Linked DNA regions of Mus musculus: regions 1 and 3 are each linked to region 2. The links are chromatin contacts, called in public ChIA-PET and HiChIP or PLAC-seq maps. All regions are on one chromosome and are shown on one strand. Each heading gives the region's core, a stretch centred on a gene start, on an enhancer-like site or on the middle of the called end of the contact. The rest is flanking DNA. Distances are from core to core; before and after follow the strand shown.

The links. ChIA-PET counts read pairs in DNA pulled down with a chosen protein or histone mark. HiChIP or PLAC-seq counts read pairs in DNA pulled down with a chosen protein or histone mark.
Region 1: a contact with region 2 is called in an RNA polymerase II ChIA-PET map of memory CD8 T cells, with 35 read pairs. The contact joins the enhancer-like site here to the promoter of Txnrd1 in region 2. A contact is called at or near these places in 2 of 39 promoter capture datasets (cranial neural crest and neutrophils), 1 of 484 Hi-C or Micro-C datasets (natural killer cells), 2 of 115 datasets of contacts at active chromatin or transcription factors (bone marrow-derived macrophages and memory CD8 T cells) and 2 of 9 other capture datasets (adipose tissue and liver).
Region 3: a contact with region 2 is called in an H3K4me3 HiChIP or PLAC-seq map of bone marrow-derived macrophages, with 4 times the contacts expected there. The contact joins the enhancer-like site here to the promoter of Txnrd1 in region 2. A contact is called at or near these places in 6 of 115 datasets of contacts at active chromatin or transcription factors (bone marrow-derived macrophages, embryonic forebrain, forebrain and 2 more) and 2 of 9 other capture datasets (adipose tissue and macrophages).

Annotation. Positions count from the first base shown.
Region 1 is chr10:83,152,604-83,156,325 of GRCm38.p6, forward strand. The region is part of intron 2 of Chst11 (carbohydrate sulfotransferase 11); the gene reads left to right. Among named protein-coding and RNA genes, the nearest start is that of Chst11, 170 kb to the left of the region's middle. Within about 2 kb of position 1,443, at least 47 of the 459 cell types and tissues checked have an H3K27ac peak or open chromatin away from gene starts, as enhancers often do. A contact at or near this core is called in memory CD8 T cells, where this site is marked.
Region 2 is chr10:82,857,491-82,861,310 of GRCm38.p6, forward strand. It overlaps Txnrd1 (thioredoxin reductase 1), which reads left to right and starts at 1,716. Exons shown (of 15, transcript NM_001042513.1): 1 at 1,716-1,810; 2 at 3,034-3,140. It overlaps Gm38560 (predicted gene, 38560), which reads right to left and starts at 1,518. Exons shown (of 4, transcript NR_156010.1): 1 at 1,467-1,518.
Region 3 is chr10:83,232,798-83,236,644 of GRCm38.p6, forward strand. It overlaps Slc41a2 (solute carrier family 41, member 2), which reads right to left. Exons shown (of 11, transcript NM_177388.3): 11 at 1-953. The coding sequence ends at 768. Among named protein-coding and RNA genes, the nearest start is that of Slc41a2, 100 kb to the right of the region's middle. Within about 2 kb of position 1,379, at least 7 of the 459 cell types and tissues checked have an H3K27ac peak or open chromatin away from gene starts, as enhancers often do. A contact at or near this core is called in bone marrow-derived macrophages, where this site is marked.

The DNA of each region.
Region 1 (3,722 bases), core at 193-2,692, 290 kb after region 2:
TCCACACAAGTTCAGTCATGATGCGTCACTTTCTGTGGGACACTTTGAGACTTCCAGTCAAGGCGTGCAACTGTGGTTTCCAGAGAATCCTCTAAGTGGAGCCTTTGGGTTTTTTATTAGTGTTACCTTTTGAGGGTTTTCATTTCTTTGTTTTTAATTTTATGAACTATTCTTTAAAGGGGGTAGGGCATGCTACGATAGTTCTAGCCTGTCTGAGCATGACAGACATGGCTCTGGAAGGCTTTGGCCCTACACCCCATTTCCCCTGCCTTACTAAAAATTGCTAGGTTACATTCCTAAAGCTAGTTACCAAGGTCTATTCCCTTATTTGGCCACTTCCTCCTGTGGTATCAAGGTCCCTGTCAAATACTGAAGTCCAGCAATCAAAAGCTCCCTTTGGCTCACCTAATTAATAAATGCCTCACCCTAACACAGAGTTTCCCCTTTTACCTTTATAAACCCCCATTTGCCTCTGGGCCACCTCTGCCCCCTCTCCCTTGTTTCCTCCCCTTCTCCCACTTTAGCTCCTGTTTTGTCTCTCATTCCCTGCCCTCTGTCCCTCTGGGGCATAGAAATCTCTTTTGTGCCGGGAACTTGGTCTTGGGGTGTTGGGAGCCAACTCCAAGGTTCTCTACACATGCAAAAACAAAAAACAAACAAACAAACAAACAAACAAACAAACAAAAACCAAAAAACAGACACCAAAATTAACCAGCCCCAAAGCCCAGAGCCATGGACTTCTAAAAAGCTAAAATAGGCCTTTGGAGCAGAAGCTGTGGAGCTTCACACTAAATTTTACACTTTCAATATTGAATGTATTTTATGGACTTACCCACCACCAAAACCAAAAAGAATCAGACAGTCGGATGTCGCCATTTTCTTTAACAGTTTTACACACTGAATCTTGTTTTTTACTGTCTCTGCACTATCTGGCCGGACAGTTGGGTGGGTCCTTGTTTCCAAAGCACCCCCTTTCCTATCTGGTTGCCATCAACTTACAGCTAAGACAGCAGCCTTTCTGGTTCTGTGAGACTAAAAAGAGTCCTAGGCTTCAGGATCCAAGGACCAACAAGGCATGAGTTTCAGAGGCATTTCTTAAACGTTTCGTGTTGATTGCTTGTCTTCACTCTTGGGTGACTAAGCCATGGTTGTTGACTGATCTCTTAAAAGAGTCTTCCACCCCAGAGGCACTAAATTGTCTAGGGTCCCGGATGATCTTTAGATATGACCAGGATAAGATGAGATGGGACACAAGATCAATACAGTTCTAGATCCCTTCTTTTTGTCCCAGAACGGCCATTTCCCAGAGAGCTCCAAAGACACTTTTCCTTACCTGTTTTTGTCAGATGTTTGCAGCCCCAGCAGTCTTCTGTACAGAAGCCACCATCTCTTTTCACAAGAGCTTTACGTCAAAGGGTGGGGCTGCCACTCAGCTCTGCGTTTCCTGCCCTTAACTGTCAGTGGAAATGGAAGCAAGCACTCACACTTGAATTTGGCAACAATGTCGTCATGTTTCTGCACTCACGCTTGAATTTGGCAACAATGTCGTCACGTTTCTGCTTATCGCCTCCCAGAGTGGCATGGCATCAGGGGCCCCTGATAATTCTCAAAAGACACTAAAACAGAGAATCGTGGTTATTTGTGTGAGTTAGGGTCCCTCTCTGTGCTTCTGGCACCCCAGTCTGTTTGGCAGAGGGAGCTTGCTGAGACCCTCCAGCCCTGTTCTCCCATTTGCAAGCATTCTGAAGACTGGCCATGATGACGGGCTCTGGACTATAGCTTGCTGTCACAAACTAGGGGCAGACAGATGTCTAGCATGGGAGTCTGTGGCCACAAACGTTTGCACGTGTATTGGTGGATTTAGTTCTCACGGCCCTCCACAACAGCCCCTATGCTGTCTCTGTGATTAATGGAGATACCAACTCAGGGGAAGGTAAGTAACTCAACACTGCCTCTACAACAATACAGTAGATGCAGCCGGAGGACCACACACCCCAATGTGCACGCACACACTCAACCATGTACACATGCACAGATCTTTAAGATAGTTTCAAAACAACTTCAGATTTATGCAGAAAGAAAACCTTAAAAGCTCTTGAGTGGTCAGTCAGGGGCTGCGTGGTTTCTAATAAGACACTAAAATCTACATGCTATAAAACAAAAACAGGGGCTTTACTTAAATAAGTTATGTCACAGGTATATAAGAAAAATGGGCGGAGGCTTTTACTGTTGTTATTTGTGTTTATTTTGAGACAGTCCAGGCTGATCTTGAACCAAACCCTGAAAGTTATTCTCTGATTCCCCAAGCAAATGCCGTGGCACATACACACACCGACACAAGCACACAGCAGTACTATATGATTAAAACATACCACTTAGACATGTGGAAAGTCTTCTGATGTCTAGGACCATTAAAAAATGAATCCAGCTGGTCAGACAACTCCATCAGTTAAGTGCTTAGTGTACCAGTATAAGGCCCTGCATTTGCTCCCCAGAATCCATGTAACAAGGCTAGGAGCAGTAGGTAGCATGCACTTGGAATTCCAGTGCAAGGGAGGCAGAGACCAGCGGGTCCCTAAGCAAGTTCCAGGCCATTGAGGGACAATGGTGGACAGTGTCTAAAGAATGACTTGCATGAGCTTTCCATGCAAGTACACACACATGCATGCGCATCCCACTACACTTGCACACATGCACCTGTAGGCGTGCATACACATACGCACATGCTCATGATAATAATCATTATAATGAAAATAATTAGCAAATAGAATATTTGGGTGATGGGTTGTGACAGAATTGACCCCTGACTGGAGTGTCTAGCCATCAGAAAGTTCCATCGGGAAGCCTCGCAGTGGTTTATACAGTCAGGGGAGGGGGCAATTCATGAAGGCCAACAAAATCCACCTCAGCCTCTGACCTGCAGTGGGGCCTGGCAAAGCTCTCCACTTCCTGCTTTGAGGCTGCTCTGCACACCAGCAAGAACATGTTTGCTGGCTGCTGCCTCCTTACACCCTCCCCATATCAGTCAAACCTTTGCACCCCATCTCCAAGTGATGCAGCCGAGGGAGGGAGTTAGATAGATGAGATCCTCAGCTGGGAAGGCCGGCAGGATCCTACACGAGGTCATGTCCACAGAGTGAGCCAACCAACAGATAATATGGGGATGGAATAACTCATCAGTACAGTGACATGTCACTGTCACAGAGGGTTAGCTTCAGTGAGAACTTTCCAGGGCTGAAGTTCTTTGAGCACCAGAAGTTAAAGGCCCAGATGTCCACGGAGCCCTTTTCAATGGGGAGCTCTTGGAGCCCCTTGGAGTTTGAAATCCTTGCTTTGCCTCCGAACACTCCACCCTCAGTCTATGCTTAGCCAGGACTTAGTTCTGGGCTTTGACATGAAAGTCATCAGTCTTCAGGCCTGAGTCATGACCTGGGCATCAGAGCCATAGGAGTCAGTAGCCTCCCAGTAATAGAGAAGGTTCCCATCAGACCCTGCACTGGGTGAGGAACAGCAGCTGGAGAAGGAGCTAGAAGGTGGCCTTGTGTCAGCTCCTTGGAAATGGCAGCAGTAAGGGGACTAGAAGTCCTTTGATGCTAGGTGTGCCAGCCTTCAAGCCCTGGTACCCCCATCCAGTGCTAAGTGTGGTCCTGATCAAGTAATCAGGATTTTCCCAGACCTCAGCTTTCTCTAGAATGGGCATGCTTTTGCCTGTCCAGCAGGTT
Region 2 (3,820 bases), core at 466-2,965:
TTTGAGTAGACAATGAGCAGTCCTTGAGCTATGGGGAAAGGTAAGGAGGAACTGCTTTTAAACTGGACCAGGGTAGAGCTCTCTGCATCTCCTCACAACAGGGAAGCTGTTTTAGCCACTTGTGCTATAGTCTGCTTATCTTAAGAGCAGTGGGGAGTTGCAGTGGCATATGTAGTCTTTTCTAATAAGCTGTTAGAAAAAAAAATCTCAACTGGGGCTGGAGAGGTGGCTCAGTGGTTAAGAGCACTGACTGCTCTCCCAGAGGTCCTGAGTTCAATTCCCAGTAACCACATGTTGGCTCACAACCATCTGTAATGTCTGAAGACAGTGACAGTGTACTCAAATACATAAAATAAATAAATCTTTAAAAAAAGAAAAAGTAACATCTCAACTGTGATCCCTCTCTGACCAGTCCATGTAAGACACTTTCAGGGTCAAGCTATTAGAATCCTATAATCACAGCATTAGTACATTATTGTAACTTAGTGATAGAAGAGCCTCTCTCTACCCTGTCGTACTCTTGAAACAAGTTGCACTGTCTGTATTTTTAAGAAGGGGGTGTTCATGACCTTCCTTTACAGACTGTCCCAATGTGCAGTGCCTGAAATACGGCAAACAGAGCTTGGCTGGGGAGCCAGGGGTAATCAGATTTGCCATCCCTTGGTCCTTAACTACGTTTGCCCTGAACACTTTGGAGCTAGACACTTTGTAGCCAGTCCTGACACTTGCGTATCAGGGGCTGCTCCGGTTCAAGCACTGCTTGTACACACACAAGAAATGAGCAGCGGGCAGTGTGGGCTAAGTATCTGGTCAGCCTGGCAGCCTGTGTGTCCGTTTATGCAAGTTTCTTACTGTCACCTTGGAAGAGCCTAGAAGGAAAGTGGGGAGGCCAGTTCTCAGAAGGCGTGGCTTCAGGCTGGCAACCTTCTCACCTAGTTTTTTTTTTTTTTTTTTTTCCATAGTGGGTCAGACAATTCATTCATTCATTCACCAAGCATTCTTAGTAGCCTAGAGGCAGGAGGCATGAAAGGACAAGGCCTTCTTTGGTCGATGCTGGTGGTGGTGTGCCAAGTGTTTTCCTTAAGGTGAACCCCCAAGCCCGATTGGGACGAGGAGGAAGTATTGTAAGGGGAACTAGTCATTTCTTCTCAGGGTAACTCAGGATGAAGTAGGCATAGCTTTAAAAAACCAGGGAACTTCCTTAAGAGAATCACCAGACTTGACTAATCCATTACCTTAGGTCACTGCCGCCTTTGCAGTCAATTAGATTAACTTTTGGATTTTTTTTTTTTTTTTTTTTAAGAAAACAACTATTTGGCAGGGTCACAGCCAGTGCCAGGGGCATCAGATCGTCTGTATGGGTGCCGGGCGTCAATATTTTTAAAATTCCTCATGTGACTAACGCAAGCTTGTGTAGATAGCAGCGCCTTAGGGCTGAGCCCGGGTTACTCACTCCACACTCTTACTCGATTCTGGTTCCCAACATTCTTTGAATAGCAGCCGCGGCCTTTGGGTCGGGGGGCGGTTCCGAGCAGCGAGGATGTTGTACGGTCCAATTAGGAGCTCTCACTTTGCGGGGACAACCGGGACAGGTTGCCGGGGCTGCGCGGGGACTGGATTTTTGCTTTGTCATTCTGACACGGGCAGTTCGCCCGCCTACTAAGAGCAGGGCGTGGCTTCCCGGAGCCACTAGGAACCCGCAGCTCTTTATCCTCAGTTTGCTTCCGTCAGGCCTCGCGTCCACGCGGGAGGTGCGGGACGCCGACACCGCGGGGCGAGAAGAGCTGGTGGTTTCACCTTCCTTGTTCATGTAAGCTCTGTGTCAGCGTGGAGCTGACCGCTGGGGACCTGGGATGCCCGGGACGGTCGCTGGCGGGCCTGGGAGCATCGCTCCGGGGTGGTGCTTTGGAAATGTCCGGGAGGGGATCGTTTAATGTGCGACTGAGCAGGCTGGGAACAAGCTAGGGTAAGCAGAAGACAGCCCGGGTCACAAGCTTCAGGATATGAGGACTTGGGTCTGGCCCTTGTCTGCTGATGCCTGGCAACCAGAGAAAGTGGGTATTCTTTGTAGAGCAGTGATCTTGAGGTATATATAACACTGTGACGAGTAAGTATATAAATCCGTGATAACATTAAGGAGTTTCATGCCTTTACAAATGTTTCCACTTCCTAAGCCCCATGAAATTCCTTGGAATTGGCAATCGCATGTTTCCTAGTGGCTTGCCCTTCTTGACCCAGGCAGTTAAACAGGGCAGCTGGGACTACAGCACAGCCTTTCCCTAACTGAAGGAGGCGGTGCAGACTAGTACAGAGCAGAGACAATCCTGCCTGGATTGAGTCTCGCCTCCAATGTTGACCGGCAGCTCGAACTTGCCCAAGTTGGTTGACAATATGTAGCTCGGTTTCCTTTACCTATGAAATGGACATGGTAATTTGGTAATACATCTAAAAGTACATTGTGAAGACTAAATGTTTATATATATATAATGCTATAGCACTTTGTAAATATATCTCACTGTTGGTACTAGTACTGAATAACTATGCTTTTAAGTGCTGGTGTCAGTATATATGACATACTGACACTACACACACACACACACACACACACACACACACACACACACACATATTCATTCATTTAGCTGTGGGCTACATTTTCAATAGTTCCAGACTTTTCCGAGTTCATTACTTTGTGAAATAGGACCATCCTCCTCTGATGTCATCCAGAGCGGATGGATAGCGTCTTTGTGGACCTTCGTTTTGCCCGCGGTTTCAGATTCCAGGAAGCCCTGGGTGTTGCATTCACCCGGCGCAGCGATCAAAAACCAGACCACGCAGTGTTAATGTTAGGTGGCTACGAGGCTGGTGTTTTTAGCCGCCATGCAGAGCTTTTCTGAGTTCTGGGGGTCCTGGAGTCTTGCTGGCCCGGCTGCTTAAGGGTCGGAGTCCACTGGCGAGAGTGACCCAGGGCGCGTGGCGTCCCGGAAGCCCCGCCCGGAGGAAGGCTCACTGCCGCTCTGCTTTGTGCCACAGAGGGCGGCGGGGCCTTGCAGCGGCGCGGGCGAGCGGAAAGGCCGCGGGAGGCGGCGAGCCAGCGGAAGGTGCGACCGGCGGAGGGCGGCCATGGTCCAGCCCTGAAGGTAGGAGCTGCGCAGGTTCCCCGATCTCCGGCGCTGGGACACTGCAGGCTGGCGACCCACGTGCTCAGATCTCTGAACCGGGAGGAGCCAAGCCAAGCCATTTCTTCTTTTGTTCCCTTTGCTCGGGTTTTCCCTCTTACATTCTTTAGCGTCAGGGTGAATAGTATGGGGAAGTCTTGAGAAAAAAACGCGTCAGGAAATACTTACCCCTTCCTCATCAGGCCGCCCTATCACCTTCCTCTTAATTCTCAGAGGCATGGGGTACCAAGAAACACAGGCTCTGGGAAACAACCACGAGTCCCATGGGTTGAATTTGTTTCCCGTCAGGCATTTCTTTCTCTAGCTCAGAGTTGAGTGGATATAAAAGAACCTAGATCTACCCTTCTGTGGCAAGTATGCTGGTCATCATTTTCTGGTCCGTCGGTGGAGGGGTGACAGCCTGCAGAATTGCAAAAATGTATGATGAGACACCAGGCAGTGTGTTGAAGTCGGAGGACATTGTGGAGTCGGTTCTTAACGTCCCTATGTGGATCCTGGGGATCAAACCCCAGTCGCCACACTTGTTTGCAAGCACCTTCCCTCAGTGAGCCATCTCGCCAGCCCCTCTGTGATTTTTCAGAAGTAAAAGATACAGGAACATTTGCTTTCTTAGTAAACCTGAGGCCTGCTAGGTGTAAAAA
Region 3 (3,847 bases), core at 129-2,628, 370 kb after region 2:
AATCACGGTTTTCTAAATCGGATCAACCTTTTTCAACACAGGATGAGCGAGACAGCTCAGTGCTTTTAGCACCAGGAGAAGGGAGCCAAAGCAAGGGGGACTGCAAGTGAAAAGACTACAGGGACAACATAGCAAGCCCTGTCTCCACGAAAGAATAAACAAATCTACTAAAGGGTTAGCTGTTGAGAACTCGCTGAGCAGAGATGAACGTTGGCGCAGGGCAGTTTTAGATATGGGTAAAAGTGAGCTGGTTGTTATGTTCAGTGGGAGGGGTATTGTGAGTTAAGTAACTGGTAACCTTAGCTCCCAGGGAGGAAGGCCTAATGAACACTTAGGGACGTTCAGCTGGCCCCCGTCACATCAGTCATGGCACTCTGTAGTGTGACACAGCTGTAAGACAAGGCTAACACTCCCTTGCCTCTAACTGTGCATTATAACTTAATAATAAAGTCTATTTCTGCTAGGTCTGTGGTTTCAAAATTAACTCATTGTAAACATCCTAAATTCTTTCCTAATTAACTTTAGAATGTGAGCTTGTATCTATGTCTGTGTCAAATTATTTATTCTACAAAAAGCAGCACAAATACCATTCATTGTGGTTTCGGCACAAATTCCTTAAAAAGTACATTAAGGCCATTTACGGAGTCAGGGTGAACTGCAGACTACCCTGGCATAAGTTACAGGACAGATGAAGAGCTTTGGGGAGGGGCAGCAATGGCTGCCTGTATCCTTCCCCTGTGTGACCCCACGACAGCTTCTAGGTCCCATTAGTCTCCAACGTCTCCATCTCGGTCTCCAATGAGCCAGAGAAAATGGAAGCTTAAGGCCAGCAGAGCAGTCCCAAGCAGATCGCCCAGCGCCGTGAGGTACGGGATGGAGAAACTGTCTGGGTCCTTTCCTTTTCTCCAGAAGCGATGGACCATCCAGTCGGCGATCCACAGCAGGGTGAACACCTGCAAGACATGACCAGAGATGATGCTTGCCGCCTGTATCTCCCGGCCCTTCAACTGCTTGTTTCTGGAAAGAACGGCTTGTGTCCAGGTCAAGAACCACACTTGCAAGAGGCAGCTAATTAATAGGAACGCACTCTGTATAACGCACATCTCATGGACTCCTGAGAAGCTCAATGGGCCCCACTTCTCATAGGCTGCACCTCCCTTCACCTCACTGCTGGTGAACACATCTAGGACCAATCTCTGCCATGCATTACATTAGGCCAAGTGCTATCATTTTGGCTCTGACACCTTAACCAGAAAGGGGGTGGTTGTCCACAACAAAGGCAAGCTCCTAGGGGCACTTATGAGATGCCCTGGACTCCTGTCAGAGACATCACACACCAAGCCCTGCTGCCCCTTGGGTGAGGCCAACACTTCCTTCCTGTTTCTCTGGCAGAGGCTGCCTTGGGATCAGCTAGAACTAACTCAGACTGTTTTGAGAGTGGAGGAAGCAGAGACTGTTAGGATCCTGACCGTCTGTGTTGTAGACTTAGGAACTTGGCTGGTGATTCCAGCTTGTGGAACACCGAGAGGATACCATGACTCAAAACCAGCCGGAGTTCAAGGCCTGCTCTATGAAGATCTGAGTTCAAGGCCTGCTCTATGAAGATCTGAGTTCAAGGCCTGCTTTATGAAGATCTGTCTCAAAGCTGAAAGGTTTGGATTTGATTCTTAATTTGTTCTTTGGGAAGGTTTCTTATGAATCTGGGTGTCCATCACTTATTTGAAGGAAAAGGAATACGACAGAGCCTTAAAAGCTCAAAGTGGCAAAATGCCAGCACCCTGGACAGTAGCCCAGCAGTCCAGACTCAGACCCCACGGGCTTTGGAGCCAGTCCCTGGAGCCAGCTGGTCTAAAAGCAAAGCCTCTGCTCCACGGGAGGCACTTACCTTGTATCTCCCCCAAACTCAGAAAATTGACCATACCAGCCACTGCTAGACGCTGCCCTAGCCAGCAGCCAAATGCCTGGCCCACCAGAAGCCTTGGGCCAGTGTGTGGCTCACTTGGTGGGAGAGTCTCCTTTGGCATTGTGTAGCCTTGGGATCAGAGGCTGTTGTTGCTACTACCCAGAGTCCATCTGTGCTGGTCTCAAAGGAATCAGGAAAGCCTCCTCCTCAGCCCACCAACACCAGCGGCAATTTAACAGCCATGCAGGAGGACCAATAGAGCCTCTCCTTTGTTTCCAAACCCTTCCAAGCCTGTGCTCTTCTGACCCAACCTGCCTTGTATCCATTACAGCCAAGCCACAGCTGCAGGCATCTTACACAGAAACCTGAGAGTCCCAGGAAATATCTCCTTGTGGAAATCCTGTGGCTACTGGGGTTGTTCCTTGGTCTCTCCTACACTTGCCCTGAGGGACCTAAAGCTCACCCTCTCCACATTCCATGCACACCAAGGCTGCAGCAGCGGCCGTCGCCAAAACACCACTGCGGCTAGACTGTGGAAGCTGAAGAGACCTCTGGACACTCACTTCCACCACCGCAAGGTCATACAGTTCCTTCAGGCTGCAGTCTAGACGGTGAAGGTGCTCACTCGCAGCCATGCAGACATCAGTGAGAGGGAGAAAATGCACGAAGACGTGCTGTTGTGGTCTTTGGAACCAACCCCAAGTATCCAACCTGACTGACATCCCCACCTACACACAAACAGCCTTTCCTACAGAAGGTCCTTCATGGGGTCAGGACTGACAAACACACACACACCAGCCACCAACATAAGACAGAGGAATGCGGAGGAAACATGAACCACAAAGAACAACGTAATGCTCCAGAAATGCTCTCAATTCGAAGAAAACCTATGAGGTGCAGAAAAGAGATCACAGCAGCATTCCTAAGACAACCTGGTAAGATGCAAGAGGCCCGAGACCAGCAACATAAAGAAATGAAAAAAAAAAATTGGGGACTTGAATGAAGACTTCAGAAAAGACAGAAAAGAGAACTAATGGGAACCCCTCAGAGTTGAAAATGTCAATCCATGAAAAGAAAAATAAAAGAGAATACTTCCACAATAAGCCAAAAACAAGCAGGGATTTTAGAATTAACCTAGTTAGTCAGACAGACAGACTACCTTTAAGACACATAAAAAACTTTCAGCAAACAAATGCCTGCATCATGGTAATTCTGGAAAGTAAAGAAGGCAAGTGTTAAATCCCACACAGCAGACGGTGCCCCCGGTGGTGCTCGTGGTGGCTCAGTGGGAACAATGTTTGCCCCTGCAGGCCTGACTACCTGAATTCAATCCTTAGAATCCAGGGAAAGGTGGAAGGAGAAAGCCAGGCTACAAAGCTGTCCTCTGACTTCCAGACACACACTGTGGCATGTGAGCACACACACATATAAAAAGCGAGGAACATCTTTTAGATGATCAATGGGGAACTGAAGAGATTAAAAGGGAACGTTTTAAAACTCTAGCATACAATGGAAAGACATCTGTTGGCTGAGAGATTGATGCAGACAGAAGTAACTCTTTGAAGAGAATAGGGCTAGCTCATTCTATGATACTACTGTAACATGCTAAGTGTATTTGTATAATTCTGGAGTTACATGTGATACACGTGTAATTTACTCATTCCTGGCATGATATAAAATGGGTGAGAGTCCAGCCTAGAATCTAGCTTCCTCAACTGTGTGTCTCAGCCCTAAGTGGGTTATACAACTAAATATAGAGATCCCAAAAAACCTGGAGACAGGGAAAGGCTTCCAAATACAATTACAGAAAGTTAATTCAAATCAAATGCATAAAGACTTCAAGGCATTTCTGTGTTCCATTGTGTGTCAGGTGGCATCACTGCAGCCTTGGTTCTGCACGTAAGACACACGCACCGTGCACAGTGCAGGCCGTCTCTCCCTATG